2 separate regions of the Mus musculus genome follow, and region 2 is linked to region 1. The links are chromatin contacts, called in public Hi-C maps. All regions are on one chromosome and are shown on one strand. The core of a region is the stretch at or near the end of the contact, and the rest is flanking DNA. Distances in the headings are between cores, read along the strand shown. Region 1 holds the start of Gna14 (guanine nucleotide binding protein, alpha 14). Region 2 overlaps Gna14 (guanine nucleotide binding protein, alpha 14).

Region 1 (6,503 bases), core at 865-3,364:
AGAAACAAATAAGTACAGGAATAGGAAACTAACTGCCTTGTGCTGTCCGTTGTATGGTTCTCAGGAGCTTTTGATGTCCCCCAAAATAAAGTTCACATTTATTTTAACATCTTTAAAAATGTGTTTTATGTGTATGGGTATTTTGCCTACATGTATGTCTGCACACCACATGTGTGCAGCACATGCAGAAGCAAGAAGAGGGTGTTGAATTCCCTGGAACTGGAGTTTACAGTTGTGAGCCACCTAGTGGGTGCTGGCAATGGAACCTGGTCCTAAGCCAGGGCTTTTAACTGCTAAGCCAGCTCTACAATCCCTTGCCTTTTTTTTTTTTTTTAAGTGTGAAAAATCATTGAAGAAATGATTAAATGTTAGAGTTGGGTGAGTCCCCTGAATGGATTCTAGTCCATTGCTCTGCTCACGGTTAAGGAAAGTGCAATCTAAACATGACGGGAGGGGCTTCGGGTACCTCTATCAGATAATTTAAAATCAGCCAGCCAGTTTTGACTCAGAGCAGCTAACCTTCCTGATATAAGTACTCTATGCTCTTAAAAATGCAGGTGTGTATTCTCCCCATACCATTTCCGTTGTACTGCTTATATGTTTGTGCCTTGTCTTTTCTGCCGGATGTGTTTTGAAGATTCTCCCCAGTTTGTTGTTCTTCTGTCGTCATGAGTGAACGGTGGGAATGCAGTGTACTGAGTTCGTGGCTACTCAGCTACAATGGCATATGGATGCTTCCAAGTGTTCTTATACAAGCTAGAATGGTTATGCTATCATTGGAAGGTATGATTTTTTTTCCAGTGCTGGATGTTAAATGCACAGAGGGCTTTATCACTGAGCTACATCCCCAGCCCTGAGGTAGATGGTGACACCACGATGCTGTATGCAGGCTGTCATTCACCCAAACATCCTAAGGTGTTATTCATTGGGACATAATGTTACTCATAGATCACCTTAATGGATACATAATATTGTCCTATGTGGACCAAACATAGTTAATTTGGCTTATTTCCTGCTGTTGACATTTTACTCATTGAGTTTGTATTGTTAGCTGAAGATAGAGATCTTTGCTTATAAACCTGTGGGACTTCTTCAGCACCGTGTCCTATACAAGGAATACGGGTTTGATCAAATGAATGGGAACACTGAAGGGTTCCGGTAGGTACCAAGGGTTCCGGTAGGTACCGCCAAGTTCGCCAGGGACGATCTGTCAGGATCTGTTTTGGAAGGCTAGTAACTGGAGACTGAACAGGTCAGTTATTCCAGTTAACTTGGAATTCAGATTTGCTCTGGTTTTAATATCTGTGGAAGACTAAAAGCCGTGATTGAGATGTTAGTTTGAGGAGCCAATGGTGGTGTTCTCAACACCTGTAGGAGCTAAAGGGAAAAGTGGGTGACAGATTACAGAGAGAAAAAAAATCCAGAAACTTTCCAGTAGGGGACACTGTTGTCGTCAATTATGCTTGGAAGGATACTAAAATACAGGGCATTTTAAAGCCTGATTGGTCCGCACTTCTTAAACTGTAAAGTAAATAAGACTTAGCAGCCAGATAACATTAGCTGCCAAGTTCTTATATAATGACCACAGCGCCCCACTTCTGCTTCCATTGCTCTTCACGGAGGAAGAATTAGCGTCTGATTCCGTAACCGTGCACATGTCATATGCCAACTTGAATAGAAGGCAAAGAAGATTTGCTCTGGTCCCGAGGATCCCTTATCCGCACCTTTAAATCTGCACAGACAAAATCAGAGTAGTTTGCTTTGTGCAAACTTTGTGCATTTGAGTTGTCAGGGGTTCTTTCAGATTTCCTACATCCACACGCAGAGTTCCAGGAGCTGTCCCGAGGCGGCAGTCTGGCTGCAGGGCTGGGCAGGGAACTGGCCAGGTGTGCCGGGAAGGTGCCAACTCTTTCTACAAACAGAAGTCTTTTCCATCATCAAATGCAAAGCAGCCAGCCGTTTTCCTTCACCCCTCCAGTCCCTGGCCCCCTCATCCGGTGCCAGGAGGTAGGACCGGCTGGGAGGCGTTAACTAGCCCTTTGCTCTTTTGCCAGACCCCGGAAGGCAGCTGCAGTTCCTACGCCAGCCAGCAGGCCCATCTGCACTAGGCAGGCAAACTACAAGCTGACCCAAGGCTTGCACTAAGCCCAAATTGAGTTGTGGCATCCGGGAAGCAGAGGGAGCCAGTCTAGAAACCCCAAGTGTGAGCGGTGGAGAAGCTGGTGGGCAAAGCTCAGCCTCAGGTGGGAAAAGAGGCCTGAGCCTAGCTGCTGGCATGCGGTGTGTGAACGGGCTGCAGACGTTTGGCTCGGGTCTGCTAGTGCGCTGCCTCCACCCCTGGCACTGAGGCTGGGAGTTGACGAAACTCCCTCACCTGTCGGAACCCGGATCTGGCAGCGGGAAGGGGGCTGGCAGCCAGTGTCTGCTGGTTACAGCAAGCTTGGCAAGTGGCCCTGCCTGCACTAGGGCGCCACCGCCAAGGAGGCAGGTGTGAGACTACTCTGCGACCCAGCCTCTTGTTGCTATCCTTTGTCCCCAGGCACCGTCGGCTTGGGGTAGGACTTCAGGCAACTCCTGCAGCCTTGGCTGCAGGTTCGAGACGCTCCGCCCCCTCCTGTCACATAGAGCGGTCAGTGCTGGAGGAACCTTCCATTCCGCAAAAGTCTACGGGTTGAGGTTTTCGGAACTTTGCAAACAGGGACTAGCTGGCCCTTTATTTGCAAGCCAGGCCACACCTGCTGCTAGCCTGCGACACCCTACAGTCCCGGAGAGACCATTCTAGCAGCAGCACCGACGCCCCAACTTTTGATTCGCGGTGTGCGTTGCCTACCTGGGTACCCAGCTACAGTGTCCGGGGACGCACATCTTCTGGAGACAGCGCCAATCACACTGCCCAGTTCGCTCTTCTCTCCCTCCCAAGCGCGGGGTTGGGTGCCTGATCCCGGACCACACAAGCGCTCAGGACTCGCCTGACCTCGGAACTGCCTTCGAGAAAGCGTTAGCCTAGGAGATCCGAGCCTCTTTCTCCATACCATAGTTGGTTCAGGTGGTTTCCTCTTCAAACCTTGCGTCTGGCGCGGATAATCCGCGCGGCCGGGCGTTAAGCTCCAGGTCCCTGTCGCTCCGTCGAGGTGGCAAGCCATGGCCGGCTGCTGCTGTTTGTCTGCGGAGGAGAAAGAGTCTCAGCGCATCAGCGCGGAGATCGAGCGGCAGCTTCGCCGCGACAAGAAGGACGCGCGCCGGGAGCTCAAGCTGCTGTTGCTGGGTGAGTGGCCGCCTTTATCCAGCGCGCAGCTCTGGTGTTCTCGTCCCGGCTCTTTCCCGTCCCAACAAGCCTGCCGGGTGGCGTGCTGAGTTTCTCTATGTCCCTTCAGGGAACCGGTCTTTTTGCACCTGGGGAGCTGGGCCACCTTCGATCGTAGACTCCTGATATCTCAGAGCAGGCCAGGGCTCAACTCCTGGACCCTTGTCAGTTTCTCTCCCCCCCCCCCCAACCCGGGGCCTGCTCGCTTTTGCCCTTGGGCTCCCAGCAGGCGGCTGCTGCGGGAACCCCCAAACTTAGTTGTTGGTGGGTGGTGGGGAACGGCCTGCCTCGCAGTTTAGGTTCGGTTCTTGTTGAGGGTCTGACTGCAGGGGCCACGTGCAGCATAGTTTTTACCTGCCAGGTATGGTCATGGTGGGAAGGCTCTGTCCTCACTGTAGAGGAAACCCTAGAAACTGACAAACTGGAGAAAAGGGGAAAATGATAGCAAGTGCGCCTCGGAAGTGACACCCCTACTGCTATTCTCTCTTCTGACACCAGGACCTTCTGCTGATGACACCGGAGCCTGCATCAAGAGAGTAGCTTTAAGTCTCCCTTGGCCCACCTTAGTTTAACTTCAATGTCCAGGCTATCTCTACCAGTGCCTCCTTAGGCTTTTAGAAGGCCTTTGAAGAAGTGTTTTTAAAACAAAGAGAGAAGAGTTTAAAGTCTGATTAATTCCCCCAAGGCAAGGATCTCTTTCTTCTGGCCTGTAGAGTGTCATTCAGCCCCCATCCATTGTTGGACACTGGCCCTTTTCTTTCACCCCCATCCCCACCCCCAAAATAGCTGCTTGCATTTCCTCTGTCCTTTCAGGCTGGAGTCCTCTCTTTCACCATTTGTTTAATTATTTAATTAAGCAGTCCCTTTTGAAGACTGACTGAAGGAGAGGGCTTTTAGCCTGCACTGCCTTCACACCCGAGCAAGCCCTCCACTATGTAACTGGCTACTGCTGAGTTTAAAGGGCCTCCTTTGGTTTTCCTTAAACCTGCAAGTTCAAAGGGCTGACCACCCAGATTCCACACTCCTGATTCTTCTCTAAGGCCAGAGGAAAGTCCCTGCCAAAAGGACTCCTAGCTTACTATAAGCCAGTGAGGAGAGACCTGATTAGGGGAGTAAGCACCAAGGAAAGCTGTTTGCTGAGGCTGTAAAGACGCTGGGGACAGTAGCTTGAGGTCCACAGCTATACCTACGAGGTTCCTACAGTGGGTGGAGTGTGGGGTGGGGATGGGAAGGAAGGGCCACTTTCCACCCCTGGGGTCAGGGCTGTTCACCCAGACTTGGAATAGGCCTGGGAACTCTAGCTGAACCCTGCAGTCTGTCATCAAGTTCAGTTTGTCAAGTGTGGAGTATCACGTGAACACTAAGATGATTAACTATGCCTTCATTTGAGTTCAGATGGATACGGTCTCTTGTCAAGGGCAGACTAAACTTTAGTTCACTCGGAAATATTTAGATTCGTGTGAAGGACTGTTAGGACTATACTGAGGCTGGCCCCTTGTAAGGCAAATTATGTAGCAAGCCGAGCCATAGTGTATTACTAATAGGCCTCTTTGACAGACCTAGACATACAAATAAGTCACATTTAGCGTCAGTAACTGAACCCTCAGGCCTTCCTACCTCTTGTCCCACTCTGGCTCCCTGAAGTACTTCCTGTTCTTGTCTCCCAGCTGAGACTATCCATCACTATGGTGACAATTTTCCTGTTCACTTCCAAATCCTACGGAGCTAACGGAGCTTCAAGTATGGGCTTAAAAACCCAGGTTCCCTCCATCTAAAGATGGATTGTGGTGTAGTCCAGTTCTCAAGCTAAAGGAAGAGGCTGTGACTCACAAGATTCAGGAACCAGGGGAGGATATGTGCTATTGTGTCTGAAGTCACATGCGATGGAACGTCACCAGTTTCTGGGGTGTCTGGATTCGATCATTTGATGGTCTGGTGTCTCCGATATAAAAGTCCCAGTTCACAAATGGGACTTTGGGATCCCGTGTGGACTACTGTCCCCAGAAGCTCTCACAGTGATGTATGTGTCTGCAGCTGGGGGTAAGGGTGCTTTAAAGTGTACCATAGAGCAGCAGAGTCCGATCTGGGCTTTATAAAAGTGTGGGTCAGTGGCCAGTACTGAGGGATACACGTTATTGTCCGGCTACAGCCGGTGGTATATTGGTAGGGTGCTTTCTTGACAGGAGGAGATAAAGACGATAAAGTTGAATTTAGTTGAATTTAGTCGCAATTCCTTCTGATTGGACAACACTGGACAAAACCAACACTGGTAGGAAAATGGTGATACCTGTCTTGTACACCATCGGGGAGGCAGAGGTTGGATTTTCACCCCTGAGACCTGTCCGTGGGAGTTCACCATCCCACAGGCCTCTGCAGCCGGAGTGGGAAAGGAATGGACAGTCCTCACACTGACATCTTTGCCAGACCACAGATAAAAATCCCAGGGCCTTGATGCAGAGGCTGGAGCTGGACCAAAGGAGTGTGGTGTTCCTAAGGACAGATGCCGAGCCGAAGGCCGTTTGGTGCAAGGAGAAACTGAAACTTTCAAGTGAGCTACAGCTGCAGACAGGGTGACCACTGGGCCCAGGTCAGTGAGCTCAAAAGGATGAACCCAGGCCAGAGAGAGCAGCAGGAACTCCTTGGGGAAGAAAGGACCCCCCACAGTGCTGGCTCCCTGCTGGCTCAGCAGAGGCAGCTGGAAAGCAGCCAGACAGATAATGGCTCTGTGCTGTGAATTCCAGGGGATGCCCTTGTGGATAGAAGTGCCAGCAGTCTTGAGTCCTGTCCTGAGCCTGGGTGGCACCTTTGCTAGCGTTGAGGCCTTAAGCCTAGGGGAAGAGAAGAGTTAGATTGGTGGGAACAAAGTAATTTATGGACTGAGAGCCCTGCAGCATTGACCCTCTGTGACGTCACTTCCCAGTAGGAACCACTGCAGAAGTTTCTCAGATTTATCTTCAGGGGACTACAGTCTGATAATGGTTGGCACGGCCTGTGGCTACCTTCTCACGAGGCTTCTCCTGTGGAGTCTAGGGCCTCCCTTCAGGCTTCTACTTTGGGGAACAGCCCACAGGCCAGCCTGGAGTTTGCTGAGAGCTGGAATGGAGGCCTAGGGCCACAAGGCAGTTGCAGCATCCCGAGGCCTGCGGAGGACACTTAGGCAGACTGAGTGGGCCTTGCTGGGGCTGCCTAGGAATCACTG
Region 2 (6,783 bases), core at 3,094-5,593, 56 kb after region 1:
GCTCGTACCTAGTGTGGTGGCTAAGGGTTAACTCATATTGTAACAGGGCCTAGTATCTCATTCTTTTTCATCTGAAAAACATACCATTGTAGGAGAACATGATTTATTCATCTGTTGATATACATTTTTGTTATTTCTGTGTTGGTTATTGTGTATGGAACTGCCGTAACCTATAGGTAATAGTTTGAGTCCCTGTTTCTGATGATTTGGGGTATGAACTTGGGAGCAGACATGCTCTTCGCAAAGCTTATATGATGACCTTTGGAGACAACTTCAAACCATTTTCCATAGCAGCCAACCTACTTTACACCCCCATGCGGGTTATACAAGGAGTCACATTTCTGTACACCAATGCTTGGCTTTCTGGGATTTTTTTGTTCATTTTTTCAACAGTAAGATTTATTTATCATGCTGCAAGGGTCAGTAGGCTGGGCAGTAACAAGAACACTGCTGGTAATTGATTTCTTCCGTCTCCAGAATTGTATATCTATCGTAGTAGCAATGAAACGGTGCCCCCTGGTTTTTTATTTGCATTTCCCTGATGATTTGTGTTGAACACGTTTTGGCCGTTGATTTATCTCCTTTGAAGAAATGTCTCAGATGATTTTTTCTTGTGGTTCCCTGTTGCTGAGTCTCTAAAGTTCTTCATATATTTCCAATCCAACACTTTTGGTTTATGTTGCTTCAGGCCACCGAGTTTGTGGTAATTTGTAAAGGTCCGATAGAAAACTAATACTGGGGAATGATATAATTTATTGAATTCTGAAGATGCTCTGGGATGCTGGAGAACAGACATCGTGTGTCTACTTTGGCCGTGGCTTTGGTTTGTCTCTAATTCCTGTGTCTATGTTTTGAGACTGGCTGGTACTCCCTGGGTCATGTTTAACCAGTAGGTCTAAAGGAGGGCAATTGCTTTGAACAGTAGTCCCTCTAGAACTGCATGTGAAAGACACAGAGATTCACGTAAGCAAGAAGATGCTTTCCAGCAAGTGAGCAACAGAGATGCCCTACAGGCACACAAAGACGTTGGTGCATGGATTTATCAGTACTACATCCAGCAATCCTCAGTTCAAGAGATAAATCTGGAAGTGCCAATAAAAGACAGGTGGGTTTAATGGACAGATGCAGGCTGTGTCAATAGAGGCACCCCACTTGAGAGAATATTGACAACCCTGTTCTGCCCTACACTGAGCATACCATGTGTAGGACAATTCTATTTTCTGTTCTCTACCTTGAGAGCGTAGATAAAGTAGAACAGGTCCAGAGGTGAGAAACCAGAAGGCCAGAGTTGCATAATTGGAGTAAGTGGTAATTACCGGGTACTCAGAAGGGCAGCGTGTGTGTGTGTGTGTGTGTGTGTGTGTGTGTGTGTGTGTGTAGTCAGTTCTTTCCTTTTACCGTATAGGTCCTGGGGATCAAACCCAGGCTATCATGCAGGGTGGCAAGCACTTTACCTACTGAGTCACCACCCTCGCTGATGGATTTCAGAGAGGTGATGGATCATGAAGGATCTGACAACGTCACATGAATCCATTAAGGAAATCCTAGGAACTGAGGCCTGGTTGGAGGCTGTAGGTCACTGTGGTGCATCTTCGAAGGGTGCATCTTGTCCCTAGCCCCTTCCTTCCTCTCCTTCCTATCATGGCGAGCAGTTGTGCTCCCCCCCATTGGACTCTCTGATGCTCCTAGACTCCCCATCCCAAAGAAAGGGAGCCAGCTAAGCCTAGACAGAGATGACGTGGAGAGTAAACTCCCACTCTTTAAGTTATCTGTGTGGGTATTTTGTCACAGCATCCAGAGTCTGACATGGGGAGTGATCCTTTAGTTCTAGTACAGAGCTAAAGATGCTCTGGCCAGAAGATTTCCTTCATGAGAAAACAGGGAATTTCTACTCTGTTTACTTCCAATGTGCCTGAAGCTCGTCAAAATAAACACTTTAAAATCACCATTATGAAAAAGGTATATTTGGGTGTACCATATTCTAATTGCATGCAGTCACAACTTGGCTCTTATGTCTAGTCTCTCTAAGATTCCTCCACAGCCCTCACAGGCATTGGGAGTTGGGGTTACTGGCTCTTCTGCTACTACATCAGCTACAACATGACGTGAATGGTGGTGGAAGAGCCGGTTACAGGATAGTACAAGAGGTGTCTTGTGGGGGATTGATCAAAAGTTGCTAGAAGGTTCTGTAATGCAAGTGAAGTCCTAGAGGCAGGACAAAGCAGTTATCTGAACTTTGATTCTGTTCCCATTAATAAAATGATGTTCGTATACTCACTCCCAAAGTAGGAATTATTTCTCTAAAGAAATATGTATATACTGTGGTTTTTCAGGTGAAATAAACTACCAAAGACATCGTTAAAGATAAAGTTCACTTGACAAAAATGTACAAATGTAGAAAAAAATCAATTTATAATTTTGGGTTTAAAGGCCAAATTTAGCTGGCAGATGCTTTTTTTGGTCTTGTTTTTGTTTATTCTTTTTTAGATTTATTTCTTTTTATCTGTATGTGCTTGCATGCATGTATGTGTACCATGTATATGCCTGGTGCTCCCGGAGGTCAAAAGAGGAGATTGAACACGAGGAAGTGGAGTAACAGACAGTTGTGGGCTTCTGTGTAAGTGCTGCAAACTGAACCCAAGTTCCCTGCAAGAACAAGTGTTTTCAAGTTCTGAGCCATCCCTCTGGTCCCCAAATGTCATGCCCCCCCCCCCCCACACTTTTTTTTTCTTTTTTAAGAAGAAAGGTTTAGTTTTTTTTTAAATTTAATTTATTAAATTCCATATGTAAAACCAGAGGCTTATATGGCTATTTCTACCTTTAACATTAACAAGCAGTAAAAAGTTCACTGTGCTATTATGAGCCTGGAAAACAGTGTTATAACAGATAGCAGTAAGATCACTCCTGTCCTCAGTGAAGTAACTTAGAAACCATCACTCAGAGCAAGTCTTCTGATTCAAACAAAGACGACGCAGACACAAAATAGAAACACTATTTACTCACACAAAACACTCTCGGGTTCTGGTTTGTCTGTTTTGGATTCTTGAGAAAAGTCTCACTAGGTAGCCCAGGCTAGCCTCGAACTCTCCAAGTAGCCCGAGCTGACCTTATACGTGTGGTCCAACTGTTTTTGACTAGAGGGCCAGAGACCCTATTTTCGAGCCATTTGTGTTGATATCTCAGTGTGGTCCAGTTTTAACCTGATGGCCCGCACACAGGAAACAAAGCTAAGTCCTCTCCCACAGCAAAATGTTCTTGGGATGACCGTCCTAAGTCAGTGTCTCTTCATGGCGAACATAATCCACAATGTCTGCTTGTTGGAACACCACAATTGCCACAAGGTCCACTTTTCTGCCCTTTGCTGCCACCCCAAAACCCAGAGGAATATCCGCCATGGAATAAACCACTTCTCCCTGGTACTGACACGTGTTTTCAGTAATTCTAACCAGACTGGATTTCAACACATGGTTTCCATATAAGAAGGACTGCTCTGCTCCCGGCTTTATCCACACTTTATATTTGGCATAGGGTGCAGGGTAATCCAGAGCTGTAATGTGCAAATGGAACTTGGGGGTCTTAGTAAACTTTCCAAAACGCGTCCCCAGCTCCTCAGCAACACTAGCTTATCTCTGGAGATGTTGGCGGCCAGCTTCAGCATCATCTCACTCACATAGTACACTCGGTCGGTCGTTGTGCAGCTGGAAACAGTAAGTGCCGTCGGGTCTGTCCACCAGGAGTTGTAGATTCTCTCCAGTGTATTTCGCAATCTTCTCAAACATTACCCGGATCTCTTCTTCAGTCAAAGGCCTCATTTTCCCCGCTAGTTTGGCTCCTGGGACCCTTGTGTCTGGAGAGCTGGAAGCGGAAGTCAAAGGTTTAGTTTTTAAATTATTGTTATTTATCCACGGAGACCAGAAGGTGTCAGGCCTCCTGCAGCTGAAGTCCCAGTGGTTAGGAACCTCCTGAGGTGCTGCGAGCTGAACTCCTGTTTTCTGCAAGCACAGGGAATGCTCTTAACCGCGGAGCTCTCTCCAACTCTAAATGCCACTAGGAATTTTGGAGAGGAGGTGATGAGGGTCTCCTCAGAATTCCACGGACACTAGACACAATGGTTAGGCAGTTCTGCATCTGTCCATAGCTACCCTCATAGAGAGGACAACTGTGGTCAGACTCAAAATGTCTTTTGTGTGTTTTGTTTTTAATTTCCACCCTGTCAACTCACAATATGCAATAAAAACGATGAAAGTCACAAATGGAAGTTTACAGGAATTTCATAAGCTTAGAGTAATTTATTTTGGCGTCTGGACTGAGAGGAGTCCAAAGTTCCCGAACTAGGGGTTTGTGTGGCCTGCTGACCTGGGCAGTAACCCGAGCTTGCTTTTCTTCCCGGCTGCCCCTCCTGTCCTAACCCAACCTAGTTGGTAAGCCTTGCCTTTATTTTCTGAGCAAATTCACAAAACAAAGGAGATGCTGTCTTTTCAGGCGTTTGGGGGGAATTACGCCAATTAGAGATGGGGTGAGGCTCTTAAGCATTTCCCAGATTCCTAAGTGCTGCCTGGCAATTTCTGAGCATCCATTCATGTGCAATTTGTGCAAACAAGTTTCAGGTGCTAGTGCCGGAAGAAACCCAAGGGTATTCTAATTCAACGTGCTCCACAGAGCTGTGAAAACCCTGGCCTGGCAGTTAGTGGTGTTTCCATAAACACAGCCAATGGTTTCTTAATGTAATTAATTAATTTTTCATGTGTATGAGTGCTTGACTGCCTGTATGTATAGATGTGTATCACATGCTTGCCTGGTGAAGAGGGGTTCCAAGAGTCCCCTTGGAACTAGAGTACACACAGTTGTGACTACCATGTGGATGCTGGGAACCAAACCCAGCTGATCTGCAAGAGAAGCAAATGCTCTTAGTCACTGAGCCATCTTTCCAGTCCTATGCCAGTGGCTTTTGAGTACATCCTGGAAACTGCTCAGAGCCTGAGAATACAAAGACTAGCAGGACAAGGCCTCTGACTTTACCCAGTTCAATGCCTTGAGGGGATTTCGGAAATACAGACAAATATCCAGGCCATCGCAGACACACTGTGCAATGAGGGAAGTGGAAGGCATCAAGCGATAGCAGTGGAGTAATGAATTCAAATCTTGTGGCAAACTGGGACAAAGCAATAGAGATCTATTTTGGAAAAGTTCTGTGTCTAGTGTGCCAGAGAGAACAAAAGGAAATCCAGATCTAACTGCTGTAAAAGATGGGTGAGTAAACCCTCATCAGATGATGGCTTGAGCTTCAAGTTCAAGGTGATGGGCAAGCTCTCCAGAGAGTCAGATGGATGGTCCAGGATTAGACTTTACTCTGGTGGGTAAGGAGAGATAATGATATCTTTGATAGAAACTAACTGAAGAGAGGGAAAGGGTGTGAAATCGTTGAGGGTAGTGATAAGGATGAGAGACAAGTAGATTTGAAACAGAAGCAGAAAAGCAACTGGTGCCTTTCCATACTGTCACTGAGGAAGCACACCAGTCAAACATGTTCCACAGTTATCTGGGGACTTATTTTGTGCCTGAAAGCTTTGGGTGTAATGAGCAAACATGGGGAAGGGACAGTGTAATGAGATGTTCCCCTTTAAGTCTTGGGCATTTGAGAACTTGGTCCCCAGTTTGTACCTGTTTGGGAAGGATTAGGACCAGGGCCTTGTTGAAGGAGTATGTCACTGGGGTCGGCTTAAGGTTTCAAAAGGCTCGTGCCATTCCCCAGTGTGATCCAGAAAGTATCCCAGGAGAGAATGTGTGGAGGAGCAACGAGGGTTTTGAGAAATCCAAGGTGTTCATAAATGCCAGGAAATTGACTTGATCTGAAGTTATGGTCAGAGAGTGGATTGTTACAGACTAAGATTTCAAAAGTAGAAGTCTCCAGTGTCCATCAAGGTCTGAAGTCTCCTATTTCTAATGTACATCTTTGTTGACCTTCATATTTATTAAATATAGGAGAGGCAAGCCACCATCAGATGAAGTTGAATGTTTGGCCAAAGATAACGGTCCACCGGGGATGTGGACTGCAAGGCTTGTTTGTGCTCAGGTATTCTGGGCCCTAAGGATTGGACAACAGTGTCAAACCGTGAGACTTGAGTCAGTCACTTGAGATTCAACTATAGTGACCTGTTTTCGTCATTAATCATTTATTTCTTTAGAGACAGGATCTGACCAGATAGCTTTGCCAACCCCAGAGCCAAAGGACTTCACCTCATCTTTCCCTTGAAAGTGGTCCTTCCGCAGTCCAGCCCACATTGTAGCCATCTGGCAACTGGATTTAGATCCACAGCAACTGTTTATAGAGGGAAATACCTCCTAGCATTTTGAATGTGCGAGGCAGGGACACATGTTGTAGTATTCATATGCTCACAAAGTAGGCACTGCTGCTATTCACTGTCCATGTGAGGAAAGTAAGGCACACAATGGTTAAATCACTCACTGGTGTGTACATAGTCAAGAGATGTCAGTGTGGAGAGGTCTTCCCTTGCATCCAGGCCCTTCACCTTTCTCTTAGGTTGTCCCTGAAAGAGTTAGGTACAGGTATGATTCTTGAAAAGATACCACAATTATATGGTTTCCTCCTGCAACCTGTCCCAGCTGAACTCGTGACAGGGGTTTCCTGCACACCCTGGAAATGAGTGTCCTTTCTTTCCTGCAAATTTTCCCCTCACATGCTCTTGCAGAGTCTGTGAAATAGGCATGGGGAGCTAGCCCTCCTTAGAGGGAATGCTAGCACTATGGTGACAGGGATAAATA

What was found. Hi-C and Micro-C count contacts between places; a contact is called where the count stands out from the background.
Region 2: a Hi-C map of liver shows a contact between it and region 1, with 2.7 times the contacts expected there. A contact is called at or near these places in 4 of 39 promoter capture datasets (hippocampal neurons, liver and macrophages), 15 of 484 Hi-C or Micro-C datasets (the HL-1 cell line, embryonic stem cells, group 2 innate lymphoid cells and 3 more), 4 of 130 datasets of targeted methods (the HPC-7 cell line, bone marrow-derived macrophages, embryonic fibroblasts and 1 more) and 4 of 9 other capture datasets (adipose tissue, embryonic stem cells, liver and 1 more).

The regions. Positions count from the first base shown.
Region 1 is chr19:16,433,553-16,440,055 of GRCm38.p6, forward strand. Gna14 (guanine nucleotide binding protein, alpha 14) reads left to right here and starts at 2,115. Exons shown (of 7, transcript NM_008137.4): 1 at 2,115-3,265. The coding sequence starts at 3,142.
Region 2 is chr19:16,487,253-16,494,035 of GRCm38.p6, forward strand. The region is part of intron 1 of Gna14 (guanine nucleotide binding protein, alpha 14); the gene reads left to right. It also overlaps the pseudogene Gm8222. Among named protein-coding and RNA genes, the nearest start is that of Gna14, 55 kb to the left of the region's middle.